Regions from separate parts of the Hordeum vulgare genome. Here region 2 is linked to region 1. The links are chromatin contacts, called in public Hi-C maps. All regions are on one chromosome and are shown on one strand. Each heading gives the region's core, a stretch centred on a gene start, on an enhancer-like site or on the middle of the called end of the contact. The rest is flanking DNA. Distances are from core to core; before and after follow the strand shown.

What was found. A called contact is a pair of places that touch in the nucleus more often than the background predicts.
Region 2: a contact with region 1 is called in a Hi-C map of seedling, with 2.1 times the contacts expected there. The contact joins the promoter of LOC123440069 here to the promoter of LOC123440058 in region 1. A contact is called at or near these places in 1 of 6 Hi-C or Micro-C datasets (seedling) and 1 of 1 datasets of contacts at active chromatin or transcription factors (embryo).

Annotation. Positions count from the first base shown.
Region 1 is chr1H:395,283,118-395,289,491 of MorexV3_pseudomolecules_assembly, forward strand. LOC123440058 (DNA-directed RNA polymerases I and III subunit rpac1) reads left to right here and starts at 2,421. Exons shown (of 9, transcript XM_045116654.1): 1 at 2,421-2,688; 2 at 3,341-3,526; 3 at 3,636-3,765; 4 at 3,850-3,927; 5 at 4,465-4,646; 6 at 4,990-5,085; 7 at 5,177-5,270. The coding sequence starts at 2,602.
Region 2 is chr1H:395,554,183-395,560,221 of MorexV3_pseudomolecules_assembly, forward strand. It overlaps LOC123440069 (signal peptidase complex catalytic subunit SEC11A-like), which reads left to right and starts at 2,460. Exons shown (of 8, transcript XM_045116660.1): 1 at 2,460-2,649; 2 at 3,278-3,390; 3 at 3,946-4,017; 4 at 4,163-4,198; 5 at 4,303-4,348; 6 at 4,505-4,592; 7 at 4,689-4,746; 8 at 4,836-5,085. The coding sequence starts at 2,571. The coding sequence ends at 4,886.

The sequences.
Region 1 (6,374 bases), core at 1,171-3,670:
TTTATCTTGGACGGAGAACAAAAAGGTACACTCAAATCTCTCACAAAACGATGGGTATGTTCAGAGATGTGTAGTCATTCCATGGGTTGCAAGGATCAAACGAAGCATGCTCCTTCTAGCGGTTCAATCATTGCTCAATATGTAAGCACATTTCCATTACTTTGAGCATTCTCATCAATCTGTGAATTTCTATTTTTTAGGACGAGATAGCTCAAGAAGGTGCAAACAAATGGCCATGTTGAAGGGCAAGCCGTTTTGCCTCCTATGTTGTTAGGATTTGTCGAAAGAGCATGAGAAGTGGAAGACAAGGTATGAGGACTACAATTCATAATCTATGAAGGCACCAATTCCTCTTTGGAGATGGACGATGATGGTGATAATGTTGATGGAGAGGAAGTGACAAATGTCCCTAGAAGTACCATTCTAACGTCTAGCATTGACTGACCCAAGGGGACGAAGAGAAGAAAGGAGGAGCTCAAGAAAGAAGAAAAGGTGGCCGCCATGAGAACAAGATCGATAAGTTGATGAGGGCAAGAAACGAGTACGCCGAGAAAAAGAAGCAATAAAAGCTTTAGTTGAAGGATAAAAAGAATGAAGAGATGAAGGCGAGATAGGAGGCTATACAATAGAGCAAACAACGTCGGCTAGATATCGAGAAGAAGATGATTCAACTTAAGTTGGAGATGGAGTGGAGTAGGTGGAGATGAAAGATGCCCGCCTACAGGACCTCAATCGGTTCATCACGATGTATCCGAGCACAATGAGAAGGCGCGAGATATCATCATACATTCGAGGGACCTCGAAGAAGAGCACAATACACATACCGTATGAGGAGGGGATGATGCACACTCCGGCAGAAGAGTTGGTGCACACAATGTCAAGGTGTTATTTGGACATGTCACTCGCTAATATTTTTGTTCTTGCAACTTCTCTAAAACCGTGTCCATGATTGCTTGATGCGCGAACAATTTATTTTTGAAAGGAATCTAAATGTTCAAATGAGAAAGCGGAAGAATAAAAATAAAGGCTGAGATATGACGACCTTGTTTTTGCGTGTAGTTTGGGCAGTCTCTACATTCATAGGAAGCATGCTCCATATACATTATGACAATCATAGATGTGACAACTATGCTAGAGTTGCTCCATCCAATGACAAACTGCATCCTCATTTTACACTCCAACAAGAACTGAAACTGTTGAACTAAACACAATTCGTGAATGAAATAAGGAAAAGCGTTAAAATCTACCGACTAATTTTTCTCCATTGTAAGTCACGTCCTCCGCGCGACACATATCGTTGTGGGCCCTCCCCGCTTCCCCTCCATCCAGCCTGCCTTATCTTCTTCCGCTCATGCTCCTCCACTAGTTCTCCTTCCTCTTCTTTTTCTTCCCCAATTCCATCTCTTTCTCCGTCGCTCTGCTTCCTGCCATGGCCCGGACCGCTGCGCTGCAGCGACGAAGGGGGTGATGACAATCGCTGGTGCTCCAGCCCACCTCACCACATCACGCAACCGCGGCGGCGCTGCAACGGGCGGAGGGTCGCGCGGCGGTGTTGCTGTGGAGCTTCACAAGCGACTGCCGCTGATGCGATGCAGCGCTCACTAGCGGCCCGGAGCTGCATTGCAGCGCTCGACGGCGGCTCGGAGCTGCGATGCAGCGCTCGATGCTACAATGGAGCTTCATCGATGGTTGCCCGTGCTGCGATGCAACTCCGCAGTGCTACAATGGAGCTTCACCGACGGCTGTCGGTGCTGCGATGCAGCGACCGCCGGTGGCCTGGAGCTGCGATGTAGCGTTCGGTGCTATAATGGAGCTTCACCGACGACTGCTCGTGCTGCGATGCAACTCCGCGGTGCTACAATGGAGCTTCACCGGCGGCTGCCAGCGCTGCGATGCAGCAGTCACCGGCGGCCCGGAGCTATAATTGAGCTTCACCGACGACGATGGGTGTTGCGATGGAGCGCCTCCACGCAAGGGGTTGGCGCTACAGTGAAGCGTCGCCAACGGTCGGTGGTGGAGCACTGCTGCGCTAATGGCGAGGGGGTGTGGCTCCAGCTGCAAGCCGTGCGACGGTACTTCCCACGGCGAGGCACTTCGGTTGCTCCGTCGCGACTGCGGTGATAGAAGGACGACCCGGCGCGGTGACCAGATTCAATGGATGACGAGCGACGGATCTGTCGGGCCAGGACCCGACTGATTTCTCGGTTGATCCGTAGTAGCCGCCATGAAATAATTAGGATGCAAGACGAGGGGTACAACAGCCGTTGGATGAAGATTGTATGGTGGATGGTGATGCTAATCCGCTTACAGGAAGGCCAGGCAGCACGGGATGCATGGCCCACCAAGACAGCTCTCAGGGCAGCTGACACCGGGGCCCACGGAGCGAGCACAGAAGGGTTTTAGTACTTCCCTGTATAGAAGAAGAGAAGAACCCCCCTGTCGCCGCCGCCGCCGCCGCGCCCAGCAAGCTTGCATCAGCCTCTATCTCATCCCCACTTCCTAGACGCCTCGTGCCCTCGTCCTCTCCCATCTCCGGCTGCCCCGCCGCCACGAGGCCACGACCGCCGCCCCCTCCCCCCAGCCTCGCTCACTCCCGCGGGGATGGAAAACCCCGGTGGATCCTCGTTGCCAGCCTTTCTTGAGCTCCAGCGCACCCGTGTTCTCTGCAAGGCCGATGCCCCCACTCATGTATCCATCTATTCCCTACCCCGTTCTTTTGCTTCTTTACATCTTAGTACTTCTCATACCCTTTTTTTGCCGCGTGCAGTGTTTTATGCGCTTAAATTGTTTGTGGTGACAAATCATGTCCTCTGCAGTGTAGACTTCTTATTTAGTAACCTAATTTCCCATGGAAACATAGTCGTTCTCTCTTAGCATCTACAGTGATTGGCCAATTATTAGAATATTGAAATGGATGCGATTTTGGTTTCAAGCACCGTTTTGATGTGCTATTTTGCTGCTGTTAAAAAGGCTTGAACATGTACTCTTAAATATCAACTCGTTTCAAAAAAAAATAATAATAAAAAAATATCAATGCTTGTTTACTTATGCTCGGTTTAGGACTTCAATTAGAAAAAGGTTGGTACAGTGAGGCATTTACTTGGGAATTTGGTTGCAAACCAAAATCATCTTTTGTCAGTTTTGCAATGTTTATATATAATGTCATAATTGTCCAATTATACTGGCAAAATGTTGCTACTTTAAGAAAAGATTGAGGATTTATCATCTCCATATCGTTTTTGAAGCAATTTCTTTCTGTTTAATTATTGAAGGTTGTTGTATGATTATGTGGATACCTCATATATTAATTTTGTATGTCTTCTCTTATATGTTTCAAAAGACAGAAGGGTTTCAATACTCGGGTGCTTTTGCTGCTATGGGAGTTGATACTAGTGTCTCGGTCGAGAAGTTCTGCAGTAACTTCAAAATCGAGATAAATCGACTTACAGAGGAGGATATGGAGTTTGATATGATTGGTGTTGATGCATCAATAGCTAATGCTTTCCGGAGAATACTCATTTCAGAGGTATGCATATTGTCGTCATCTGCTCCATCTCGATAACTCTTGGTATTCCAATAAGTCTCCTGTTTAATATTTAAGCGTTATATATTCATTGTGTAATGTTAATCCATAGGTTCCTACAATGGCCATTGAGAAAGTTTTCATGGTTGACAATACCTCAGTTATAGCAGATGAGGTCCTTTCACACCGACTAGGCCTTATTCCACTTGATGCTGATCCAAGGCTTTTTGAGTATATCTCTGGTCAGTGCCATAAATTTTTGTAGTTTCACATTCATAAATGGGGTTGGTATCCAGCTTATGCTCTTCTTTTATTTTCTTTTGTAGATGATGTCCCAAATGAAAGGAACACTATTGTGTACAAACTGCATGTTTCATGTGAAAAGGGTTCACAAAGGCTTACAGGTATATTCTTTGCCTGCAAGTTGGACCCTAGTGAAGTGTCCAATCATCCTACAATTTTCTTATTGGGAACTTTGCCCTTCAAACGAATATCATCAACAAATTATTTCTTCATCTATAATCAGCCCCAGCTTATTCTTCTGTATCATTTTTTTGGAACTAAATGCATACATGCCTTTACTTTTTGAATATTTTGTGTACAACCTGCACCTAAGCAAACCTATTTTGCTGATATGTATTATGGAATGAGGATTCAAATAGGGGATAATTGGTTCTTGGTACTGTACTTCTGCTTATGTCCATTCCTGTAACATTGTTCGACTTAAAAGTCAAGCAGCGCCCAATCTCGTAATCTATTATCTTAATCAATCATCAATAAGTTACTTTGCTAACTAACTGTATCTTATGTCAATGATTAATTAGACATTTCAGTTTGGTTAGCTTGTTGTTCCTCTATACTGTTAGCATTATCCAATTTATTCACGTGATATGGCTGGGCTTTAGCAGTATACAATTGCTTACAGCTTTCTTGACTTGCAGTTAAGTCTGGTCAATTGGAGTGGTTGCCAGAAGGTAGCCAATTAACCATGGCATCTCCTGCGCAATCTGGGGACAATCAGAGGACCTACACATCCTTTGGTCAAAGCCAACAGAATACCTCTGAAAGGCCCCTTGGTGTGAAGTATAAAGACATAACAATTGCCAGGCTTGGGCCAGGACAGGTTATTTTGTTACTAATAGTTATATTGCTTGGTACCATTAGCTGGTAGCTCTATCTTATGTCCTTTTGTTCATGGTATTTGGTTTGAAGTGTTTTCTTCAGTCCACATGGTACAAGAGAAAGCTTTAACACAGTCAATTCAGAGTTGTAACCTGCTTTGCTGTCATTTAGCTGAATAACCTTGTGTCGTGATTTAAATAATCAAGCCTAAGTTTATGTGAGTCAGTGTATGCCTAATAGAATTTTTTGATGCTACTTTAAAATTCTTGTACGCATTTTCAGGGAGTGCCGTTTGTGTTAAAAGCCAACCATCATGTGTTCTAATGGTTTTTGTTCTATTTCAGGCTATTGAGCTTGAGGCACATGCTGTTAAGGGAGTGGGGAAAGTTCATGCGAAGTGGTCTCCAGTTGCTACAGCCTGGTACAGGATGCTCCCTGAGGTAAGATTCTTGTTATGACATTTCGAGTAATTAAATGTCAAGTAACTGCAAAATGTTTGACTCCATTGCTGATTGTTGTATTATCATGTAGGTTGTTCTTCTCAAAGAAATTAAAGATGGTGATGCGGAGGAGCTAGTGAAAAAATGCCCAGTTAATGTTTTTGACATTGAAGACCTGGGAAACGGTAACTTGTCTTTGGCTTCCTATTTTGAGAGGCTGAGAAGTTTTAGCAGCTGTGGATGTGCTTGTTTATTGACTGTTGTATCTGAGTATTGTAGCAAGGGAGGGGTTTGTCAATCCTAGTAACACCAAGTCTACCAGATCATCGTTTTGTCATATCGCCTAAATTTTACTACTGTAGTATTTATTTACAAATAAGAAGTCCTAGGCCTAGTTTCATTTCCATTGAAAATGGAAGATCTAACCAACTGCAGTTATCAGTTTGATCTGTTTATACCACCACTACCCTGAAGATGGACACAACCTCCATGACTACTAGATCATTACAGCCTAGTTCTTCCAAGGTCACCACATCTACCTTGAGCGTTTCCTTTCCTATGGTGCCCACAGTAGGCAAGCATTCCATTGTTGCTACAAATAGCCATCATAGCAGGTGCAGGTGACAAGGTGATATGGTCTCTCAGTTCTTCCAGGCTAACACATCTCCCTTGAGCATTTCCTTTCCTATGGTGCCAGCTATCTTTCTATAACTACATTGACGTCTCCAAAGTCCCAATAAGTTGTAACGCATAGCCCCAGCACAACAATCTCTTGACACTTGACCCTGTCTCTATCTCTATCATGATACCTGCATCCGGAAGCAGCAATCTTTGGGAATAGTGAATAATTTCTCAGTTTCCATGCAAATTGCATCACTGCTGAAGAAATAATATCGATAGCTGTAAACATTGGAATCACCAAACGAGGACTAGCAATTCAATCATAGTTCATACTAGTATCTTTCCAACCAATTTCAGAAGTTCACTCCCCCATAGTTTGGCAACACCACACTCTGGAGACAGGCGAGTAATACTTTGGGACTCGAAGCAAAATATAAAAACATGTAAGGCACTCACATTTTAGCTATTTTTGGTTAGAAAGCATCCGCAAAATTATATGGATTCTAGGTGGCCAGGAAATCTTCCAAAGTACAGGAATGAACACATGAGTACTCTAATTGCCGAGCAGCAATTGGCTTGACACCAAGTTGTTATGCATTTTTGTCCACGATGGGTAAATTGGGGATAATATTCCAAAGAGACCGCGCTCTGTAATCCAATGGCAGGGC
Region 2 (6,039 bases), core at 1,210-3,709, 270 kb after region 1:
TTTACACCTACACGGGGGATTCGACAGGGAGACCCGTTATCCCCTTACCTATTTTTGTTGGCAGCAGAGGGCCTTACAAGCCTCATCAAATGTCAGAGTGAGTCATCGCCTATCAGAGGAATCAAAGTGGCAGAGACGGCTCCGCCGGTTAGTCACTTACTTTTTGCCGATGACAGCCTGCTGTTCTTCGGGGCTAGTAGTGAGGGAGCTACTTTGGTGTCTTCGTTGTTGGAATCATACTGTAGCGCTTCTGGACAGAAAATTAACCACGACAAATCTTTGGTTTTCTTTAGCAAAGGATGTATACCCGAGGTGAAGAACCTTATTAAGAATGTTCTTAATGTCCAGAACGAGAGCTTGAGTGAAAAGTATCTGGGCATGCCCACGGATGTGGGTAGCAGCAAGAATGGATCTTTCTAATACTTAAAGGAAAGAGTATGGAACAAAGTGAAAGGATGGATGGAGAAAATTTTGTCATCAGGAGGGAAAGAAGTGCTCATAAAATCAGTAGCACAAGTTGTGCCAGTTTTCTCAATGGCATGCTTCAAATTACCAAGAGGTTTATGTCTGCATATCAACTCCATCATACGCAAGTTCTGGTGGGGGGGGGGGCAAACAGGGCGAGAGAAAGACGAGCTGGGTCTCATGGGAAGTGATGATGCAACCTAAATATGAAGGTGGTTTGGGTTTTAGAGATATTGAACTTCTAAATCTCATCCTCCTAGCTCGACAAGCATGGCGCATTATGCAATCCCGGGATACCCTCGGTGCTAAGCTACTGAAAGCACGTTACTTCCCTACCAACGAGTTTTTGGAGGCTGAACTTGGTAACAATCCCTCGCAAATTTGGAGGGCTAATGTTGAAGGGAAAGATATTCTCAAATTGGGGCTCATAAGAAGGATCGGAGATGGTACAAGTACGAATGGAACCAGAATTGGCTCCCCAAAGAAGCATCCATGAGGCCAATTGCATGCCTCAACCCCAATCGGCCGGTGCTAGCGTCAGACCTAATTGACAGTACTTCTGCGAGATGGATGCAGGAGCTGGTAAACACAACCATTCTCCCCATTGATGCGGAAGTGATCCTAAACATTCCTTTGAGCACCCATTAGTACGATGATTATTGGGCTTGGTCCCAGGAAAAGAAGGGTGATTTCACGGTCAGGTCCTGTTATCGCATGCTCATAACAACAAAGTTTCGGCGGGAGGCTTGGCTAGAGGGCCGGGGGGCCCTGACGACAACATCAGGGAGGCGAAGGGCTGGGATACACTATGGCGAGTCCAGGTGCCTTCCAAGATCAAAGTTTTTCTCTGGCGACTTGCACAGATTTCACTTCCTACGGCAGACGTTCGACATCACCGGAATATGGCCCCCTCTCCGTGTTGTGCAATCTGCGGGGCCATCGACTCATGGCACCACTCTCTTCTATACTACACGATGGCTCGGTGTGTTTGGGCTTTGATAGAGCCAGATCTGCTCGAGCATATGCTAGCAACGGCTGAACCAGATGCGAAGTCATGGCTATTCAGTATCTTTTCTTCGGTCTCAACAAAGAAACTACTACGGATCACGGTAACCCTATGGGCGATCTGGACAACACGGAGGCGCTTGATCCACGAAGGAGACCACCAAAGTCCATTGGCGACACACTTTTTTGTCAGCAGGTACATTGCAGAGCTTGAAGCGATTAAAACAACGGCAATACCGCATGCTAGACAGCATATCACTAGGCCAGCGGAAGCAAGAAGATGGATCCACCACCGTCTGGATGTGCTAAGATCAACGTGGACGGAGCCGTTTGTAACAACCCTCCCATTGGAGCTGTCAGCGTTGTTTGCTGCGATGAAAAGGGATTGTACCTAGGGGCATCTGCATTAATGTTACATGGGCTCACTGATCCAAATATCCAAGCTTTGGGGAGGGACATGCTTCTTCAGAACATCACGGTCGCTTCGGACTGTCTTCAAGCAGTTAAGGACATTCATTCAGGCACAAACGGTATCACATCCCCAATCATCATAGAAATCAAGGAAGGAAGTATTGATTTTCAGATTATTTCTTTTGTTCACGAAGAACGACTTTCGAATATGGAAGCTCTTAGTTTAGCTAGATATGCTTTGCATTTAGGGAAGGGACGCCATGTTTGGTTCCTGCAACCCTTTGACACTCGTTTTATTCCTGTAATCCGTAATGTTTGATCAATAAAGCAAAGCAGTTTCCCCTTAAAAAAAAAACCAAAAATCCAAAATCTAGAATGGAAGCTACTTTACCTGGCCGTCCGATCCCAGTTCAACGAGCAGATATGGATTAGCTGACATGAACCGCGCGTCCGCACCGCAACGAGCTTGCTATCCGTCCGATATCTATCCAACGCGCTAAACCACGCCCTCTGACGTGTAGCGAGGCGCGTCGGGCCGGAGGCTAATATCCAGCGCCCGCGGGGTCCTGTCTGCAAAAAGTAGACGAAAAAACGCAGACCCTCTTTCTGTTCTAGTCCTCGCAACCCTGAGTTCTTCGCCGCCCCCTCCCCTCGGAAGAAGCTTCGCCGGGAGAGAGATCCCCGCCGAGATGGGGTTCATCGGCGACCAGGTGGAGTCGATCCGGTCGATGCAGGTCCGCCAGGTCCTCACGCAGATCATCAGCCTCGGTGACGCCTCTTTTGCCCTCCCATCTCTTCTTCGTCTCAGCGTATTCGATACTCCGTCTAGTGTTTATTTTTTTCTGAATGTATTTTCGGTTGCACCGTGCGCTGAAATCGGCGGGATTTACAGTTAGGGGTCTACCGTGTGGACCAGTTTGGGATTTGATCTGAAAGGCGCGCGGTTTGTGGTTTTTGCATGCCAGATTGCGGCAGTGAAGATCTAAAGAAAATATAATTTGGGATATGAAGGCTTTTGGGGGTCCATGATCTTGCCCTAAGAGCTTTGTTAAGTTCTTTTCTTGGAAGAATCACACGCACTGAAATGTACAGGGGCCACTCCGTTGATACTGGGATTTTCGGCCGTCTTGTTTTTACCCTACTTCTCCCTCCGTTCCGTTTGAACTGAAATCATGATAAGAATTATGGAACGGAGGGAGTACTGGCTAGATATTGCTTGTTGATTCTCCTTATACTTCTAAAAATTAGTTTATAATTTCGTAAGGTGTAGGGAAAGAAGGGAACATGACACCTCATTGTATTTGTTTGTTATGTTGGAGTTTTGCTGCTCTTAGATATTGTTAATTGTTGATAACAGTGTTCTCATAGAGGAATTTATGATTTTCCCCCATGGCAGGTATGATTGTTACCTCGGCATTGATCATATGGAAGGGATTGATGGTTGCGACAGGGAGCGAGTCGCCGGTTGTGGTGGTTCTTTCTGGTAGCATGGAGCCTGGATTTAAAAGGGTTTGTTGCCTACTTACGCACTGCAAGAATCCTTAGATTTTGTATATGTATCTGATTATTAGATGCTTGATGAGGACCATTTTAGATAGCCTCTAATGTCTAATGTGACTTAATCATCTGGGTTAGGCAGTAATTTCAATAGAACCCTTTCTAAGTGAAGGGACCGAGTCGAATTAGGGGGGTACCCAAGCGCACTCACAATTGAACATACGCATTTGGTTTTGTAATTTGCAGTTAATATCTGACCAATATGAAATACCGAAGTTGCATGTGCAACACATAAAGTGAATTATTTCCATGATTTTCTCAAAAGAATAAGAATATAATTGGCCTCCATTGGGTTGTAAGTGAAGGACTACGTATGGCCTTTAAGATCTTGGTCTAATTTATCCAAGTTTCGTTTTGAGATTACTGCCACCACCACTTGATGATCTGTATTGGTGCATGCCATGTTCTCAGTTTTCCATTCTTATTCCAGTGCCATTTTTGCGTTCTGTAGGCTAAAATGGGTGTCATCATCGTTTGTCCCTGTATCATTAATTATCTGTTTTGCAGGGTGATATTCTGTTTTTGCACATGAGCCAAGATCCTATCCGCACTGGAGAAATAGTTGTTTTTAATATTGATGTAAGTCCTACTTAATTATTGTACTTTGCAAGCCGTAAATTATTAGCTGGGTGATGAACTCATGATTTTGCCCTATATTCCATCATTGTGTGCTTGTATTTGATCTTCCAGACACTAAGTTTACATTTGGACATTTATTATGTAGGGCCGTGAAATTCCAATTGTTCACCGTGTGATTAAGGTAATAAAATTGTGAAGTCATCACATGACATCAATCATCATATCTATATTAGATGTGTATAACTCTTTTCTTGCTTGTTTTGAGTTTACTTTTTATCTGTATAGGTTCATGAACGCCAAGAAAGTGGAGAAGTTGATATCCTCACGAAAGGTATCTGTCATTCTTTGTTTGAGTGCCATAGGTTTTTCTTCAGTGATGTAATGCTATTTGTGCAATCCTGACAATAACAGTCAACAGTTAGCAATTTATAACTTGCATTGGGTGCCACTGCACTGCTGTATCTCAATTGATGATCTGCCTTTTCAGGTGATAATAATTTTGGGGATGACCGACTTTTGTATGCACAAGGGCAGCTTTGGCTTCAGAAGCATCACATTATGGGACGGGCTGTAGGGTGAGTGTCTTGGAACATTTGTATCACATTCACAGTTCTGCCTTCAAACTGGTGAAAAATAATTCAGCTGGCATTACCCTTTCGTTCTATGAACAGCTATCTACCATATGTTGGGTGGGTTACTATTGTGATGACTGAGAAGCCGATTATTAAGGTATGTCTATTCCATTTTAAGTACCGACGAGCCTATTCCTGAGTTGGAAGCACTTATGAAGTGCTAATATGTGATGCTTGTTGCTGCAGTACCTTCTGATTGGCGCGCTGGGCCTGCTGGTCATAACATCGAAAGAGTGAAGCTGTCAACCTTTGTGCATGGTTTGATCTTGTAGTGCAAATGTAATCGAGGGCAGAACAAGTTTTGTTGCGCCGTGTACCAACTGGACGATGTATTTTTATCTGTTCCTACAGTTGTCTCTGCCCAAAAGCCTAAACCCAGCTCTTATGCAACAGTCATCTTCTGATGGTCTTAGCTAATGACTTCGATCTTTCTTAACTAATGACTTCAGTCTTATTATTGCATTTGGGTAACATATTTCTCCAGGAAAAAGGAAATCAAATTCGCCGATGGTAAGAGGCGTTCTGTTAGGTCAAACTCCTTGTGGTTTGCAGCAATCTGGTTGTTCTTATTTCCGATTGAGCCTGGAATTTGGGAATTGGAACTGGAACTTGTAAATATCTGTTGTCTGTGTGCACATGCAAATATCTACTCAACTCTTGCAACCTATTACGGTTTCAGATTAACATGTCATGCCTCGCTGGACATTTGAAATTGCATCCTGATCAGGAGGATATAAAATAAAGCTGCACCCAGCTCTTCCAGTTCCTTCCACGGGGTGCAACTCTAACCGCATTTTTTTTCCTGTTTTTTGTCTTGGGTTTCTAAAGGCGTTCATTGTCTTGGGTTTCTTCAGGCGTTCATTTGGGCAAACGGCCTTCGTATCTCATCATCTTCTTTTAATAATTCACATCATTCATGCACCTGGCCTTCGTATCTCATCATATTCTTTTAATAATTCACATCATTCATGCACCTGTAACCTTTTTTTGCTCGCAGTCCTGTTTCAGATGTCGGTAGATGGGGAATAATTTGACTAGGGCAGAGGGAGGATTCGGGACAATATTTGACCAGTGCTGGGCTTGCGTTTCTGGTGATTGATAGGAATATAGGATAACACGCTGTGCGCGTTGAACATCAAGCACGTACTACTGTCTGATAAGCTACAACTGCCTCAAGTCTCAGAATCCGATTCCTCCCTCGGTCCGTACTTTGCCTATGTGTCGGAAAACTTGTGCCATTCGTGGCACGTGTTTCGACTTTGTCATTCTTTCGAGGTTATCTTCTCCAGCAGAAAAGGAGCCCAAAACAGCTCATACGCCCAAGAAGATACCATTCTGATCCACGTGCTCGTCAATTGGTATGCATGAAATAACTTATATGCCGATTAGA